Linked DNA regions of Cyprinus carpio: region 1 is linked to region 2. The links are chromatin contacts, called in public Hi-C maps. All regions are on one chromosome and are shown on one strand. Each heading gives the region's core, a stretch centred on a gene start, on an enhancer-like site or on the middle of the called end of the contact. The rest is flanking DNA. Distances are from core to core; before and after follow the strand shown.

What was found. Hi-C and Micro-C count contacts between places; a contact is called where the count stands out from the background.
Region 1: a Hi-C map of skeletal muscle shows a contact between it and region 2, with 3 times the contacts expected there. The contact joins the enhancer-like site here to the promoter of LOC109086363 in region 2. A contact is called at or near these places in 3 of 8 Hi-C or Micro-C datasets (all in skeletal muscle).

What each region holds. Positions count from the first base shown.
Region 1 is chrB17:373,180-377,992 of ASM1834038v1, forward strand. It overlaps LOC109107413 (RAC-alpha serine/threonine-protein kinase-like), which reads left to right. Exons shown (of 15, transcript XM_042743135.1): 11 at 2,049-2,177. Among protein-coding and RNA genes, the nearest start is that of LOC109107414, 15 kb to the right of the region's middle. Within about 2 kb of position 2,057, at least 1 of the 8 cell types and tissues checked has an H3K27ac peak or open chromatin away from gene starts, as enhancers often do. A contact at or near this core is called in skeletal muscle, where this site is marked.
Region 2 is chrB17:321,704-326,310 of ASM1834038v1, forward strand. It overlaps LOC109086363 (zinc finger and BTB domain-containing protein 18.2-like), which reads right to left and starts at 2,264. Exons shown (of 3, transcript XM_042743133.1): 1 at 2,109-2,264; 2 at 1-124. The coding sequence starts at 110.

The DNA of each region.
Region 1 (4,813 bases), core at 807-3,306, 51 kb after region 2:
AAAATCGAATAAAAAAAAATACATCTAATATTTAATACTTAGATATGTTATATATATGCACACCACACACAACACACACACACACACACACACACACACACACACACACACAACACAACATAAATATTATAGTCTTGTATTATCATTTTTTCATTATGTAACTTTAAAAATTGTTGAAATTGTTGTGTTTTTTATGTTTTTTATTTAAAAATTTTAATAATAATAATTTGTATATAAATTAAATTTGTGAAGTACAGTCTAGAGTATGAATTAAATTGTGAATTACAGTTATAGTATTTTGTTTGATACATTAAAAAATATATTTATTTTTATATTTTTATTTTATAATATTATTTTTGTATTAATTACAATAATTATGATTAATTGTTAATTTGTGTGTATTTTGTTATTTTTTATTAATACAGATTGATAAAAGATTGAAAAATATGAAACAATTTTAAAATAATCTAAAATGTCCAAAAATATATATAAAAAATCTGTGTTTTTTATAGTAATGTTTTATTTTTTGTGTTCTTTATTTAGTTTTATAGGTTTTTATATTTGTTTTATTGAAGTCACTTTTAACGGTGGTTATAATCCTGTTTTTTGATTTTGTTAATTAGTGGTGAAGTAGTTGGTGTGTTTGTGGAGTGTAATGGTGTTTGTTTTTTGAGTGTGTTGTTTTGTGTTTTGTGATGATTGTTGTGGTTCAGGTGGTGGCATGGTGCTTTGCTTTCTCTGTTTCAGAGCTGCTCAGGTTCATGGGAAAGTTGCTTTGTATGTTTAAGATGTTTTTGGTTTCTTGGTTAAGTGCTTTCTCTGTTTCAGTGTTTGTCAGGTGTGTGTGTGTGTGTGTGTGTGTGTGTGTGTGTGTGTGTGTGTGTGTGAGATACAGCTGCCAGGTGACTGAGACGTGCTTATATTAAACCCCTCTCACACACACACACAGACACACACACACACACTCACACTCACACACACACATACACGCACGCACACACACTCACTCACTCAGACACACACACACACACACACACACACACCACAAACACAACAAACACACACACACACACACCCAAACACACACACACACCACACACACACACACACACACACTCACTCACTCACTCACTCGCTCACTCACTCACTCACTCACTCACACACACACACACACACGCTGATGCCGTCTTATTTCCATTTAAAAAAAAGTTCATTTGGAGATACATTTCAGCTTTCAGGGTTATTGTGTTGAACTGAGTTTAATCTTTTTACATTTTATACATTTTCATATCACAACACAACACAAGCCAGGCCAAAAAAATCACTGACAAGAACTGGATTTAGATTAATTAAGTGCAACAGATTGCTTAAGTATATGTAAAAAAAAAAAAAAAAAAAAAAAAGAGACTTATGCCGCAAACTATACTTTTCAAATTAATTAATTTATTAATTTAATTGCTTTTCATTTATTTATTTTTTAAATTAATTTATTTTTATTTTACTTTTTAATCGCTGTTCATTTTTTAAAATTAATTTATTTTATTTTTGTTTATTTTTTGTTTATTTTTTATTTCTTTTTCTTTTTTTTTATATTTTTAATTTTGATTTTTTTTTTTTTTTTTTTTTTTTTTTTTGTTTGCTTATTTTATTTAATTAGATACTTTTCATTAGCTTTTGTTTCAAGTTACTTTTTATATATTTACTTTTTATTTAATTTATTTATTTTTATTTATTTATGTATTTTTTATTTTTTATTTTTCTGATTCATGTATATTTAAAATTGATTTCTTAAAGGTTTTTAATGAATTAATTAATTTGCTTTTATTTATATATTTCTATTTTAAATTTTCTTATGTACCTTAGCTTTTTTATTGATTGATTTTATTTACTTTTATGTTGCTGGAGCTGTTGGTTCAGTGTTTTTCTGAGATGTATTTAGAGGAAATATGATGAAAGGTGACAGTCACTGTTGTGAAAACTCTTATTAGATGATCAGATGATCACAAGCTGAATGTTTTCTGTCTCTTTCCTATCGTTTTCTCTCTCAGCTGGAAAACCTGATGCTGGATAAAGACGGTCACATTAAGATCACTGACTTTGGTTTGTGTAAGGAGGGGATCACAGACGGAGCCACGATGAAGACCTTCTGTGGGACTCCAGAGTATCTGGCCCCTGAGGTGAGAACAACACACCAAACCCGTCACAGAAATATTGACTGAGATTTTAAGTTAATATTTCTATAATTCAACATATTCAGATGATTCTGTGATTTCGGTTTGATTTCGGTTTAGATTAAATGTAAGATTATCAAAAAAATATTTAGGTTTTTTTTTTTTTTTTGTTTGTTTTTTGTTTGTATTATTTATGTGTTAAAATTATTGAATTTTGACTTTTTCTTTTCAAATTATTTATTTAAATTTTACGTTTTTATTAATTAATAATAAGCCACGATAGAAGGGAGGATGGGAAACATGGAATTATGGGATGTCCAATATAAACCCTTATTCAAAGACTAGTTTTTGATGAGATTCATTTAAATCCATTCATTTATTTGTATTATTTTTGTATTATGAATAAATAGTAAATATATAAATAAATGATAACTAAATAAAAAAGCCAATAAAAAGTAAATACAATGTAAATAAATAAAAATAATGTAAATAAATGTAAACCAATAAAAAAAAGGAAAAAAAGAAGAAAAAAGGTAAATAGAATGTAAATGAAAAAGAAAGAAGCATAGTAAGTAAATAAAATAAATAATATTGGTATTATTTAAAACTAAAAACATATATAAAAAAATAAACATGAAAGTAGATTTTTTAAAAATAATAGTAAAAAATATTTAAATATATCATATATATATATATATATATATATATATTATTATATATATATGTAATTTTTTTTTTGCTTTGAATTTTTTATTTTTATTTTTTTATCTGTAATCTAAGTTTGTGGTGAAATGTGACCTAGACGTTTCCTTGAACATTCACTTGTTCAGTGAGAAATGTTTGTGTGAATCTCTTGAAGAAGCTGTAATGCAAGTGTGTGTGTGTGTGTGTGTGTGTGTGTGTGTGTGTGTGTGTGTGTGTGTGTTTGGGTGAAGGGTTGGTTGTGTTGACACAGTTGCGTCGGCGTTGTTTTTAGCCCGGTGTGTTGGGTTCTGTGGGACGTGTTTTGGCAGAGCTGTGGGAAACGTGAGCTTCTGTCCCGGTGAAGCAGAAGGGCCACCAGCGCTCCAGCTGACCCCACAGCTGCCCACAACAACACATGATATCAGGGGACCGCGGGCCGAACACACTGTGAACCAGCCTGAACTCTGCCCTCTGCTGGGGACTCTCTCTGTGTTTGTGTTTTATTGTGCAATAAATGCAAAAAAGATTTAGTTCAAGGGTTTAGGGTTAGTGTGTAGTAGCTAGTTTTATTCATTCATTCATTCATTCATTAACACTTTACAACTGCACCTGCAGACCAAAGTGCAGTGCAAGCAGCATACAAAAACATAAAAACAACACACAGCCTAGTAATACATCGAATACTATCCCAACCTCTCAAAGGATAAAACTTAAGAGAAGCCAAAGTAGTAGAGATATATGATGACTTTTCTTAGCACCCACCAGCAGCTGAGCTGCTGCATTCTGCACTTATTGCAAACGTGATAAAGTGGTCTGAGAGGACCCCACATACAAAACATTGCAACAGTATAGGCTTTAATCGAGCTATAGAACTAATCTGGAAAAAGCAACTTGCTTATCAAATTTCAGCTCTGACACAACACCTAGATTTTTTACTTGGTCATGGCAATAGTCTGACCATGTGCCTAAATATCTGGCAATATCTAAGCATCCTTAAATGCAAAAATTTAATCCCAGAGGCAACATATACAAAGAAAATAAGATGGGGCCAATAACAGAACCCTGAGGAACACCACAAGTGACAGGCACAGTTGTTGAAACAAAGTTACCATACTTCAGTGAAAATGCTTTATCAGTGAGATGAGATTAGATTTTAATATTCTGTTCTTATAAAGTGGAACTGCAGGTTTGTGAGAGAATAAATAAGCTAATAATTAATTAAATCATAAAAATTTAAAATTTAAATAATGTAAATAATAATTTACATAATTAATCATTTACATTGGTTTTGAATATTAGATGTATTTTTGAAGTACCCCCAAGGTATTTCAGTAGGTTAATATTAAGTTAATATTATAAAATTAATATTTAGTTATATTAAATATTTTAATAATTCAGCAACACATTGGCATGTTCACAATTCTCCAGTTTCTGTTTATTTCTCACATGAAATGCAAGTAAACAAATACAATTTCATGATAATTTAGTAATAATAATTCAAATAATTCATCATTTAAATTGATGCTAAATGTTAAAATGTGTTGTAAAATGATTAAAATATCAACTTAAGTTAATATTGGGTTTCAGCTTACAAAAAAGTGTAATTTTATGATATTTGGATGTATGGTTGGGTTGATATTTATATATATTTTATTTGATATTTTTAAAATTGATAATATTTTTATATATTGTGATTCTTGATGTTTTAAATGTATTTTTATTTGTTTGTTTGTTTACTTGCTTCCATTTGGATTTTGTGAAATATAACTCGAACATTTCCATTGATTTTCACTTAAACAGTGACAAATTGTTTGTGATAAATTGGCCAAAATGGGTAATTCTGTCAACATTTAAAGCTTTATTTTTTATGTTAAACACCAAAGAAGATGTTTAGCAGTATCTCCGCTGTAAAAGCTCCCAAAATTACTAAATAAAGAGCGTGAAGACATCACAACAGC
Region 2 (4,607 bases), core at 1,014-3,513:
GCTTTGAACCGCGTCTCTCCCACCAGCACAGTGCAGTCGCAGAGGAAGCCCTGGTGTCTCTGCTGACTCAGACACTGCAGTAACTGCCGGCTGTGGTCTGGGAACTCCATTCTTATGGTGTGATCTGCCAGAAAACAGGAAAAACTGGATGTTAAATAAACGGCGGGTAGCCATTCACAACGGTGCATCTACAGGCCGCCGGAGACAAACAAAAGTAGCTGTGTGCTGCATTACAAACACGACCCGTGGGTTTCCGAGCAGCATGCTTTTTTTCTTCTAGCGCTTCTCGTATGCATGCAGAAGAAGTTTTTGCATGTTATTTTCCCATGAAACAATCTGCATCGTATAAAATAAACAATGCACAACAAAATGAAAAATAGAAACAGAAAATCTTTCTGATTCAGCATGAAAACACACTGAAGGCCACTGAGAAAGTCAAAAAACTGACATTTGGCTGAGTTCCAAACACTCAGAACTCAGTATTGTAGTTTGAAGCTATAAAGGAATCTTGTATTTCACTTCTAACTCAACTTAAAGGCAGCCAAAGACAAACAAAAGTAATATCTTTTGTGCTTCCAAGATGTTTGCAATGCAGCTGCAGCATGTCTGTCAAAAACTGACATTTTAATTGTTTCAAAGATGCTTTTTAATGCAGCTGTCTCAGGTTTCAAGCTACAAAAGAATGTTTATTTCACTACTTATTTAACATACAGTACACATACATTATCGTAATATATTAAAAACTAGTTGCTCTCCCGAGATGTTTGCAATGTGCATCCTCGATAAATGTCAAAAACTGACATGCAATTCTGTTTCAAAGAAACTCAGAATTATAGTTTCAGTCTACAAAATAATAATTTCACTTCTAATTCAACATAGACACCACTGAAGACCAACAACTAGAAACAACCTACTACAGTAAAAACTAGTTGTGCTTCCAAGATGTTTGTAAGGCAGTTACATTATAACGATTGTCAAAAATTTACATTTGATTTTGCGTTTCAAAGATGCACAACAATCTCAGAATTATAAGCTACAAAAACAGACTTTTATTACACTTCTAATTCACCATACAGGCCACCGAAGATATCCTACATTAAAAACCAGTTCCTTCCAAGATGTTTGCACCGCGCAGCTTCAGTATGTCTGTCAAAAACTGACATTTTAATTGAGTTTCAAAGATGCTTTTTATTGCACAACAAACAGCTGTCTCAGAATTATAATTCCTAGCTACAAAAGAATCTAACTCAGCATACAGGCCACCAAAGACGAACAAAAGCATATCATTAAAAACAAGAAGCGGTTCCCTGATTTTGCAAATGTCAAATATTTAAATGAATTCAAGACAGTGAATAAAAGTCAACTTGTTTAAACATTTAAGCTTGGAATGTATAACAAATAATGATCGCAAATCTCAACATACCCTCTTCTCTCAGAGCTCACACAAGTTGATCTTCACTTTGCGCTTCCCATCGAACAGCAGCAGTGAAAGAGCTTCAATCCAGTCATGCGCAAACAACATCTCACATCTCCAACTCAAACATCATATAAACTCAATGAAGAGAACAGATCCAGAGCAGCAGACGACTGAATGCAACCTCTCGTCCATGTGAGCGGAGAGAAAGAGCGTGCGCGCGCGTGTGTGTGTGTGTGCGTGTGTTCTGGTAGAGTCAGCTGCTCTGACATCAGCCTCAAATCTCCAGCTGTGTCTTTATGCCATATGTTCCTCTAAAGAAACCTCAAACTTCTCTGAGTTTTTAAATTTTTAACGCGTTATAATTCTAATACGATTTTTATACAGACAGACGGACGCGTCTCGCTGATATTAAAGTTTTAGAAGCGCGATCGAGCTCATGACAGGGTACTTTTGTTTTAAACCAAACTCGCGAGAACAAGACAGCGGTGCATTACGCGGAACTTTTAAGCGCTTTTCTCCTCCTTTAATGCCTGATATCACGCCCAAACATCCCGTGAGCTGATGCGGCTCAGGTCGCGTTATAAACTCCGGTGTCGTGAAGAGCGGCGGCGGAACGCGGACAGAGTCGGGGATCAAACGCGCCGCGGAAACATTGTGTCACACTGGAGTCCGGATCAAAGCGCGCACTCACCGCTGTTTCCTCAGATGGAGCCGCGTGCTCTCATGGTGTGTGTCCAGATGTTGAGCCCGTGTTTCCGCTCCTCAGCGCGATTCGAGTCCGGTGCGGTGAAGCTCCGCGCTGAGTGTGTGTGTGTGTGTGTGTCAAGCAGGTTGTTAATGGTCCAGTCTCGCGATAACACCAGTGTACTGTACTTCAGGACAAACTCACACTGGGGCAGTAAGTAGCAGAGTTCACTTGAACTACAGCTGTGTTACTCTGCATTTCACAAAAGACATTTCTCTTAAATTAAATTAAATAAATAAAGAGTTATAAATGTAAAATGAATGTAAATATATATATTAATACATACATGTAAATGTAAATGTAAAAATAAATCTATTATTTTGCCTTTGTTTCATTTTTTTATAGATCTTTTATGTTTTGGGGTTTATTCACAAGTTACAATATCTGCTTTAATTAAAAAAAAAATGGGTTAATTTCAGAAATGCATTTTTTGCATGTTGAGGCTGTGTGTTAAAAAAACGTTTATTTTGTCATTTTTTATTGATTTCATGTTTTGGTGTTTATTTACAAGTTGCAATATCGGCCTTATTTTTATATAATGAATTAATTTCAAAATGATGCATTTTATATCTTGAGGTTGTGCGTTTAAAAAATCTATTATGTAGTATTTTTTTGTTTACTTTTTATGTTTTGGGTTTTATTCACAAGTTACAATATCTGAATATCTTAATATGCAATATTTAAATTTTATATTAACTGATTTTAATGGGTTAATTTCAAAATGACAAATGCATTTTAAATCTCGGGGTTGTGAATTTAAATTAAATCAATTGGTCATGATTTATTTATTTTTTAATTAACTTAATAAACTGTTTTAAATATGACACCTACCTGGTGCATTTCTGGTTAGAAGAAAAGCTTAAACTAAGAAAAATTTGCAAACACAAAGCGAGGTGAAGAGGAACTTAAACTAAAGAGTGCCAATATGAGATTGTTCTCTTTCTCTAGAAAATGAAGTGTTATTGGAGAGGGCTCTAGATGCTAAAGTTATTTTTTAAGATTGCAAATTGCATTGATCCTCTCAAACCCATCCAGCCTAAATGCATTCCACTCTTTCAATGCGTTTAAGTGTATAATTAGAGGTCTTTTGAGAAGCTGCCCCTCCTCCTGTGGTCTTTGTTGAGAGCGCTGATGTGTTGTGTGCTAGGAGAGCATTTGCTGGGATCTAATCGAAGCTAATCCTGCTCTGAGCTGGAATGTCTTGGCACTGACTCGCACTACAGTCTTACTATTTTCACCTGAAAAGTTACTCTGTTTGTACAACAAAATCAATAAAAAATATTTTAACTTGGACAATTACACTAATTACACTTGGACTAACATAAACTGAACAATTTAGGATTCTGAAAAATAAAATAATTTAAAATACATTTAAATAAAACTAATTTTAAAAATAGTTTAAAATCATTTTAATTTTTTTTTTTAATTTTCAAAACTTTTTTTATATTCTTTCAAATTCCTATTCATGTGCCTCTTTTGTATAGACAATTAGATTTTCTTTCTTATACAAAAGCTCAAGTTGCTCTTTGGATTGTCTCAAATCAAGCTGGAGAACATGAGCATCAGGTTTTAATTTAAGAATTCAATGAATTCAGTTAATAACATCTGCTAAATGAATGTATGTGACTGAAACAAAGCAGCATGCAGTGGTTTTCACACAACATGACTGGAGTTGACACAGTTTATGAGCAGAAGCAGCAGAAGAACATAGTCACAGGGCTATTTTGGGATGGCTCTTCCATACGGACACTCAAACTGTTGTTGATCCTGTAGACGCAGCGCAGACGTGAGCAGGAGCTGCAGCTGCTCATCCCATGGCCTCTGCAACTGTTCAGGTCACCTTTTGTCCAAACTCCAGCTGTCGAACGCTTTGAAAGGGCCATTTGAAGCTTCTCTAAAGGACTGGTTAAGCAGGCTGTTCTTACAATACTCTGAGGTTTGGATTCCTCTTGTACTAGTTCATCTGGTCTGCTCTTTCACTCTGGAGCTCTTTCACAATTCGAATAGTTAAAATAAAGTTTTTTTTTTTTTTTTTTTATTGGCATTGATGCACTCTCTGTTTTTTTATTCCACAGAAGGTTCTTTAAGGTTCTTCACACCAAGAAATACGTTTAAGAACTGTTTATTTGGAAAACCAAAAATGGCTCTTCATGTGAACATATTTGGAGAAATGTAGCATTGCATCAGTGTCTCAGCAATGGATGCTCTGCAGTGAATGGGTGCCGTCATAATGAGATTCCAAACAGCTGATAAAAACATTACAGTAATCCACTCCAGTCCATCAGTTAACATTTTAAGACAAAAGCTGCGTGTTTGTAAGAAACAAATCCATTTTTAAGATGTTCAAACTGTTCAAATATGTGAAAAAATGGGTCTCATCTGAATCAGGAGAGAAATCTGCACAGATACAGTACAGTTTACAAGCCAAAACAGCTCTAAACAAAT